2 separate regions of the Mus musculus genome follow, and region 1 is linked to region 2. A link is a contact called in public promoter capture Hi-C data. All regions are on one chromosome and are shown on one strand. Each heading gives the region's core, a stretch centred on a gene start, on an enhancer-like site or on the middle of the called end of the contact. The rest is flanking DNA. Distances are from core to core; before and after follow the strand shown. Region 1 holds the start of Secisbp2 (SECIS binding protein 2). Region 2 holds the start of Bicd2 (BICD cargo adaptor 2).

Region 1 (4,191 bases), core at 863-3,362, 2.3 Mb before region 2:
GCCCTGGCTGTCCTGGAACTCACTCTGTAGACCAGGCTGGCCTCGAACGCAGAAATCCGCCTGCCTCTGTCTCCCAAGTGCCAGGATTAAAGGTGTGGGCCAAAACTGCCTGGCTACTGATAGAGTTGAACGAATGAACTAGGACCAGGGTAACAGAGCTCAACGGTAGATAGCCTTCATAAAACGCACAAGGCCGTGGCTTCCTCCTATGGCACCACAGAAAAGGTAATCTCAAGTAAAAAGTAAGTTCAGATGCCATGGCAGCACAGCAAGGGCATGCTCCCACAGTTTTGCAGCCGACTGCTGGTTTAGTACCTGACAGTGTCTCAGCAACCTAGACACAACAGCCGAAAGGCCATTCCCTTGGCTGAGGAGTTGCACTACAGCCTGCACAGTCTTCCTCCAGTCCTGCCCTTTCAGCCCCTCACATCCTGCACTATGCTGCCCAGAAGGCCAGAGTACAAAGAGGATCCTGCACACCACGGAGGCCAGGAGCCGTAAAAGATGGGCACCTTGGTAATTATTCAGTAGACTGGGGATTGACCCTGAGGCCTTGTGTTTGACAGAAAGAGCTGCACCACGGAGCTCTGTCACTGGAGACAGGGTCTCGCTAAGTTGTCCAGCCTGGCATGTTATCTATCTGATCCTTCATCCATCTGTCCTTTTCCCATTTACCCTTCCTTCTTGCCGTTTCTTTTCCCAATACAAATGTGAATTTGTTTGGTTCTGTCTTGCTTTGGTAGCTCTGAAGATCAAGCCCAGGGCCTGACAAATGGCAAAGCAGCATCCTCAGTCCCTACACGCGTGAACCAGTATCAACTGTAAACAAATGACCCTGCAACTGTACTTTCTAAGTTCCGTAGTGTCGGTCCCTTCCTGGATGAAGTTTTTGCACAGAATTTAGTCAGGCTACAGAGCCCAATCTTTGCTGGTTGAAGAGCCTCCTTTCCTCACCTGCAAGCCGTCCTGTAAGATGTTATGTATGTTTCAGTGTGTGAGGCTCTAATCACTACCTCTGGGAGAGAAACCCTCTGCATGAGGCAAGGCATCGAGAAAATACATACTCAGCTGCTGGTGGTTCCTGTACAAATGGATAGTAGGTGGCCGCACAGCCTGGGAAGACACGTGTCTCTGAGGACTCTGACCACGCCACGTTGAGCCCAGCAAACTTAGGGACGAATGGTTTGACATCAGCTGACAACTTGATGCTATCCTGAGGATGAGAGGGTGGGGATGGGCTTTAACGCTCCTGAGATTCGCCAAATGCCATCAAATACAAACCACAAGAAAGGTGCGCCATTCTGATAGGCCCATTGGTGATTACAAAGGTGCAGTGCAAAGACAAAAATGTGTTTGGCAACAATATCTCCCTGATGTTTTTATTATTAAAAAAAAAAAAAAGGTTACTGGACCTTACATGTGAAAAAAGGACAATGAATTAAAGTCGAAGGAAACCCCAACCTTGTTATATAACAAGAACCACAACTCGGAATGCTTCTGAGGATTTAAACTTGAAGATAGTTATTTTTACCTCTTCCATCTTTATACATGAGATATATAAGAACCCTGTACCTAGTGTCGCTAAACTATACCCAAAGGACGCTCAAAGTTATTATGTAAAACACACCGCTGACATTTATTGCCATCTAACTTCTCAACAAAAATCACCACATATTTCATCTGTAGTTAGTAAACCACACGGAACCTCTGAGAGAAAAATCATCCCACAGCCATGAGCCCTTGGAACGCAGAGTATGGGTTATTCTGACAACTTTTATCACCGCGTTTGGCCAATTTAGAGTGGATTTCTGGGACGGCCGGCGCGCCATCTAGCGGTCATGGCAGGCGCGGACGCGGGTGCGAGGTGCCCGAGGCCGTAGGTAGCCTATGTGTTATCATTTCGCTGGCCGAACCGTGAGAGGGTGGTCAAGCCCCCCATCCCCGAACCTCAGGCCCGGCGGCCCCGCGCGTGTGCCTAGACCCGCAGCCCGCCCCTTACCTCGCCGTCCGGCTCCCGCGGCCGCTCCGACGCCATGGCGGCCACGGAAGAGCCCGCGCCGTGAAGCTAGCGGCGCGCCTAACCAACGACTCAGCGTTTCCGCCTTCCTGCGCGGCGGCGCCAGGACGTACGTCACCGAGGCGCGACGGAGGCCTTCCCTGCCGGAAGTGCTCGGCGTCCCGGGCCTCCGGAGCCGCACGTGGAAGACTGGGGCAGCGACAGCTCTAGGGGGTGGCTTGTGGTGGGCCAGGAAGGGCGCGGCTGAGCTCTTACGTGGGGCGGGCTTGGTGATGTGACACTAGGGGAGGCCAGGCTCTGGGCGCCCGCACTGATGCAGTGCAGGAGGGAGACTCCTAGTAAGAGTGAGGCCGGCAGACCTGCTCAGTGGTGAGCTTCCAGGAGCATCTGCTCCTGTGGAGTTTCTAGTAGGATGTCATGGCGGGTGCCTGCAGGCAGATGAAGAACCTTGGAACTAAGAGGAGTCAAATGTTTAGCTATGTGAGACTTCTGCTGGGGCCTGGACAACAGGAAGCTCTCGCAAAACACAACTCCAAAATGAAACCAAGAGCACAGAAACAGGTCGAAGGACAGAAAAAGGTCGCCTGCAATGTGGGGGCATTTGGCAAACAGGCCTTGGAGTCAGTCTGTAGGGTTAGAATTAAACACCAGCCCTTTTTTTCAAGCAAGACACCAGTGCCAGTTCATGGTCAGTAGCCCTGTTAGGTCTAGTGTATCCCACACATGGAAGGCTGTGGCTCTGTAGTGTTTACTGTGTTCAATGAGAAATCACCCCTGCTAATGTCTAACTACAGTCTTGTTTCTGGCCACTCATACTTTTTTTTATGGCTATCCACTGATGTGTGCTTAATTTCTTGGTTCACACAAGATGCACGAATGTGGCACCTGAACTTTTAAGATACTTTTCTCTGAAACCACTAGACTTTTTGTAGACTTGTGGACACTATCAAGCGGTGGGTTTTTCTGTTCACTTGCAGAATCCAAAGTTATTTAGGAAGTAAACTGGCAATAAAGCTGTAATATCCTCATTTGGAGCTTAATATTTCTTTTTCAAGTATGTTTATTTTCTTATATTTCTTTTTCAAGTATGTTTATTTTCCCCAGGGGTAAAAATAATCAAGTCAAATTAATTTCAACAATGGTGATATAAATGCAATATACAAACTTTATTTAACAAAACAGGTAAAATAAAACAGGCATTTATATTAAGAAAAAACTACAAGAAACTATCTTGAACAACTTAAAACAACCCTACTTGCAGTTGCATTTGACTGAGCTCTGTTGCTGTGAAGAATACAGCGCATGCACAGGTATGGATGAAAGGTTTGTACACTTTTCAAGTATTCACTGAATACTACCTTATATACACATATACATTAAATTTGAAAAAGATTAGATGATCCCAGCTGCACTTCATTTTTGTTGTTCTTTTGGAAGAGGTCGTCTAAAGAGAAGAATATGCGGTTCTGTGGAAAGAAAATATTAAGTTCCATGTCACTATTTGAAGTATTCAAAATGAATTGTCGGTGTAATAAATAGTAAATGCGGACAAACTCGTATAATAGCATTGTTCTACCATTTTATCCTTTGACCGACTCTGGAAAATAATTTCTACCTGCAAAATCATTTTCAGTGAAGAGAAATGTAATCTCTTTGAAAAAAGAACAGCTAATTCAAGTCAGCTGCTGGATCTCAGGCTAATTCACATCCAAATAAATAAATTGATGCCATACACACTTAGCTAAGAAAGGGTTGTTCTAGTCAAACCAGATCTCTGGGGGGTGAGGGGGGGGGGTGGGGGCTTAAAAGATTAAACTCAGAGAGTCCACCCAAAGCTTCCTCATTCAACGGGATGAAGGCCAGCATCTATAGCACTTCTGCTTTCCTATTGATAGGAAGGATTTCTGAGCTCCTAAAGATATGTGCCATAATTCCAAGGAAGACTCCAGTTTAACAATGCCACCTTTTAAGTATAAAAAGGTAGCAACAATTTCTATATATGTGCAGGATTTTGGCACCTGTTTTATACTAAGTGAGTCACTTTTGCAGGTAGAAGGAACAACATCACTTTCCTTTACAGCAAAGCTTACCTGGCTCATGAATCATGTAATGAACCCATCCTAGACTCTGTTGGACACCAAGTCTCCTCCACTCCTCTTCGGACATCAGATGAG
Region 2 (4,649 bases), core at 907-3,406:
ATATGTAAACCATTGCTCTTCACTGTGCCATAAAATGATTCCGCCCATAATAATAATCCCATGAGGCTGACCAATAGAAGTCACCAAAGTTGGGACCAGCTAGCCTGTTTTCACTGCACATAGTACTGAAGAAAACCTGTTAATTCAGAAGAGGACAGTGAGCTTCCCAGGAGAGGTTCACAGGCATTCCATAGGAAGTGGGAAGGCAACCCATCTGTATGTGCAAAGGGAGTGGCACTATAATTAACAGTTGCTACCTGCCTGGAGGACCAAGGAGGGGGGAATGGGAGCCCAGAAGACTAGATTTGGGAAGAGGACACACCCACTCCATATTTTCACTCCATATTTTCTGACCTTCATCTATCACATCACTTTACATGCCCCCCCTCCAGGGGGTTGCCTGCCCCTCCCCCTCCAGGGGTCCCACTCCTTTGGTCAACCCTCTGCCAAATGAAGCCAGGCTTGGGAAAGTTACTAATGTCCTCTGTCAGGCAACAGATTTGAGAATCTGTGTGAAGACTCAATTCCTACCCGCCCAAAGAAGCAGGCACTTCTGGGACTCACCCAGCCCTGCTCTACCCAGACTTTAAGGACTCATTCCCCTAAAAGTCAGAGAGGCTCTCAAGAGTTCAGGCATCTATCCAAAGCTGACTGGGAGCAGAAGTATCAAAAGATGAGCCTGTGATTAATACTCAAGAGCAGAACTGAGTCTCACAGGGAAGGGAAACTGTTGAGATAATCCAACAAGCTACCTGTGTGGCCCCATGCCAGGCCTTTCCAAATATAGAATACTAAAAGCAATACTTCTGGATTGGCAAAGCTGTATTCCTACTTTGCAGAGCTGGAAGCTAAGGTTTGAGGAGAGCTTACCCATGGCTCACCCAAGGCTCACCCATCACAAGCAATAAGAAGGGGTTGGTCCAAACTCAAGTGTGTCCTTCTCCCATAAAGCATTTCCCCCAGTCTCCAGAACAAGGCTGGGGAGTCAAGAAGATGGGAGAGTTACTAATACTTAAATCATCCCAGAAAGCTTACCCAGGTCCCTCCTACTGCCCCTCCCCAAGCTCTTGGCCAGCCTGGGAGTCTAACCTCTCTTCCTACAGTGGGATGACACAAAGTACCATGTTTCCAACAGAAGAACACAGACTCCACGGTGACAGGCAGGCCCTAGGAGGCAGAGCAAGACAGGAAGCGGTCGATGGAAGCCATGCATCCCAGTAGTGGGAGCACCATTAATGAGATGGGGAAAAAGCAGCTGGTTGAGCGATGGATATCGGGAAAGCCGGCCTGTCAAGGGCCATAGGCAACCAGGGGCTGCGACTCACTCAGCCCTGTATCCATCCCTTCCCAGCCTCAGGCGGTCACGAAACCTGATGAATAGCACAGAAAGCAGCTGCTCCAAAATGGGGGGGAAGTGATTTGCTTGAAGGTGACAAACTGTGGTCAACCAACCCCAGGTCCAGCTTTTCCCTGGGGTCACTTGCACGGACAGCCTCAGTTGTAAGGGCATCATCTGCTCCCCACCAACCACACAGACACACCCTAGGCAGCAATAACCATAGCAGGACATCAGTCCTCAACGAAAAGGCCAACAAGGCCTGCAAAGAAAACTAGCGGGTGAGTGGGGCTGCAGGGAGTCTGGACCCCAGCAACCGGACACAGGGCCGAACAGGGTCCCTTCACCGTCACTGCCCGGGACCGCAACTCTAGGTCTCCTGCCCCACCCCTGGTACCTCCCACCACTGGGCAGGGTGACCTTAGCGCCCGAGGCAGGGGTCGCAGCCGACCACTCACCTCTTTGAGCTGCTCCATCTCGCTGCGGATGGCCTCATAGTCCACCTCGAGCTCCTCGAACTGCAGCTTGAGCTGGTGCTTCTCCTCCAGCACCGCCAGTCCATACTCGGCCGCCTGGATCTTCTCACGCGTGGTCTCGGCCAGCTCGTGGGACAGCCGCTTCACCTCGGCGCGCAGCCACTCCGGCTGCGCCTCCATCACCAGACGCGCATACTCCTCCTCCTCCGACGGCGCGGACATGGTGGCCGCGCGCCGAGGCCGGCTCCCACCTTGGCTCCCACAAGCCGGGCCCTCTTAGCCGCCGCTGCCGCCGCCCAGCCCCGACGGCCGCCCGCGCCGCCGCACTGCTCCTCCCTGACGCGCGCGGAACACTGGGGGCTGCAGTCCCACTGAGCATGGACTACACAACCCGTAGTCCCTTGCGCCCACCTGGTCCGCGCTTGTGATTGGTCTAAATCTCAAGGGGGCAGGCGCCTAACGTGACGCAAAGCTACGTCTCCCTTAGCATTGTGGGAGATGTAGTCCTATTTTACGCTCACTGCTTTGCCCGTTGTGCTCTGTACCCGCCTGGCTCCAATCGTTGATTGGCGGGCGCGTCTGACGTGACAAAAGTAGGGGTGCCACCGACCCCAGCCCAGGGACCCGGCAGCCACCCGGAGAACCTCAAGCCTTCCGCTCCCAGCCTTTGTGGAGTAAGGTGATCCGAGCTGTGGATATCACGAGTAAGATTCGCGTCCTGAAACGTCAGAGCATGGCTGGTGAGACTGTGTGGCGCGCGCTTTATGCGGAATTTGAATGACTTGTGGCGGGCCGCGGGCACTGCCAAAAGGATGCCAACAGCCTGACGCTAGGGGCTCAGGGGAGCCCAGGCCCGGATACTACTTCCTCTTGTCCATTGTCCGTTAGGATTTTCTTTCATGGAAATGAAGGCACCTCCGTGAGCATAATGTCAAAGGTGTATTTAAATGTTGTCCGTCCCCCGTTTTCGGCGAGACGTAGCTGTACTCTTCACTATAATTCTAAATAAAACTTCCCTCCTTGCATGGTGATTTGGATATAACAAGCGTGTTGTTCCCTTTCTCACTGCACACACCCCCGCAACACCACACCCTACAGCTGCGGACCACCATCAAACATAGAGGTCAGCTGGAGAGATGGCTAAGAGGATAAAGCTCTTGCTCAGTAAGAGCAAGGACCTATATTTGCGCCCCTAGAGCCCACCTAAAGCACAGTCTATCATCCCAATGTCCCTGAGGAAAGATGGGAGGTGGAAATTGGAGAATCCCCTGAAGCTAGGCTGGAGTATGAAAGACAGGGGCGGGAGAGAGGGGGAGACAAGAAAAGCAGAGATAACCAATCTCAAACAAGATGGAAGACAAAGACTGACAACTGGATCTTGTCCTCTGATTCCCAGTGCATGTGGGGCCTGTGTGCCCACACAGGAACATGAACCCACTTCACACACACACACACACACACAGGAACATGAACCCACTTCACACACACACACACACACACACACACACGCGCGCGCGCGAAAAGAAAATCTAGGATCAACACAAGAATTGCATAGTAAATCAACTTGGTGTGGTGGAACACACCTTTAATCTCAGCACTTGGGAGGTAGAGGTAGAAGAATTTCACGGCCAGCCTAATCTACATGTCAAGTTCCAGGCCAGCCACGACTAAATAGAGAGACCCTGTCTCAAAAGAGAGAGAGAGAGAGCGCTGTATAAGTAAATGTGTTATTCCTCCTTCTCTTTGGCCAACCAGCCTAATTTTGTACAACAGTCCTGGCTCTACACTGAGGCCCATATATCAGGCCTACGCAAGCTGTTCACACTAAGTGAAGGTGGATTTAGAAGGAACAAACTTTCCTCCAACAAGTCCCCAAGCTCTACAGAACCTACACTTATCCAGGCTGCCTGGGAACCTCTCCATACCCACCTGAACCTGACTGTGAGGCAGGTGTGAGTAGGGAGGGGGAGAGCCATGAGTTTCTGGTGAGAACCTGACCAGGGAACTTTGAACTTGAAGATAAAGGTGATTTGAGATACAAATGATAGCTCACTACTATTGTGGGCTTCCTTCAGCAGGGACAGTGCTGACCAGCAAGGTTAGGGCCTGGAAGAAGGTTTCTAGGATCTCCTTGTCACTGGTTGGAGTGGGGCAATCAGGAAATACTTCTCTGAGGAGGTGACAGCAGAGAGAGAGAGAGAGAGAGAGAGAGAGAGAGAGAGAGAGAGAGAGAGACCCAGAGGACTCCACATTCAAGGATGATGTATGTAGATCTTCCCCCAACTTTCAGATGAGAGACCACCTCTTTAGTACTCCCTGGGTCACAAGCCTGGCTCACTCAGTGCTCTCAATATTTCAGTTCACACCATTGTTTTATGAATGAGGAAACTGAGGCCTGTTACCAAATCCTTGGTATTGCCCTTGATGTCCCACCCCCTCATCCATTCATGCTGTCACTCTGCCTCTCAGCAAATACTGCGTGAGAGTTACCTGCCTGTCTCAATGGCCCATCACCTCTGCCTGAATCATTGACGTCGACTCCCCTCCCAAAACAAAGATGTTGAAACCATTTCCAAGTCTGCACTTGCTCTAGAAGGGCCTCTTCACTCCACCCACTTGCGTGTTGATTCCCTTTCTGTGTCTTAGTTGCTTCCTTCTGTTGAGTGTGTGTATTCTTACATGGTGGGTGGGTCACCTTAGAACGTCAGCTCCAGGAGGGCAGGAACCTCCACAAGGCCCAGCATTTTCTAGCCTATATCTGGGGCTCCAGCCAGGTTCCCAAGGGATTCCTCTCCCTAACCCAGCACCGCTCCCTGGAAAGGTATGCCCTCTGGTGA

What was found. Promoter capture Hi-C pulls out the DNA fragments that hold promoters and counts their contacts.
Region 1: a contact with region 2 is called in a promoter capture Hi-C map of pre-B cells, with 2.0 times the contacts expected there. The contact joins the promoter of Secisbp2 here to the promoter of Bicd2 in region 2. A contact is called at or near these places in 3 of 39 promoter capture datasets (cranial neural crest, pre-B cells and second pharyngeal arch cranial neural crest) and 1 of 115 datasets of contacts at active chromatin or transcription factors (astrocytes).

Annotation. Positions count from the first base shown.
Region 1 is chr13:51,649,629-51,653,819 of GRCm38.p6, reverse strand. Secisbp2 (SECIS binding protein 2) reads right to left here and starts at 2,112. Exons shown (of 17, transcript NM_029279.2): 1 at 2,000-2,112; 2 at 1,065-1,213. The coding sequence starts at 2,035. Cks2 (CDC28 protein kinase regulatory subunit 2) reads right to left here. Exons shown (of 3, transcript NM_025415.3): 2 at 4,108-4,191; 3 at 3,158-3,483. The coding sequence ends at 3,431.
Region 2 is chr13:49,339,056-49,343,704 of GRCm38.p6, reverse strand. It overlaps Bicd2 (BICD cargo adaptor 2), which reads right to left and starts at 2,156. Exons shown (of 7, transcript NM_001039179.2): 1 at 1,795-2,156. The coding sequence starts at 2,034.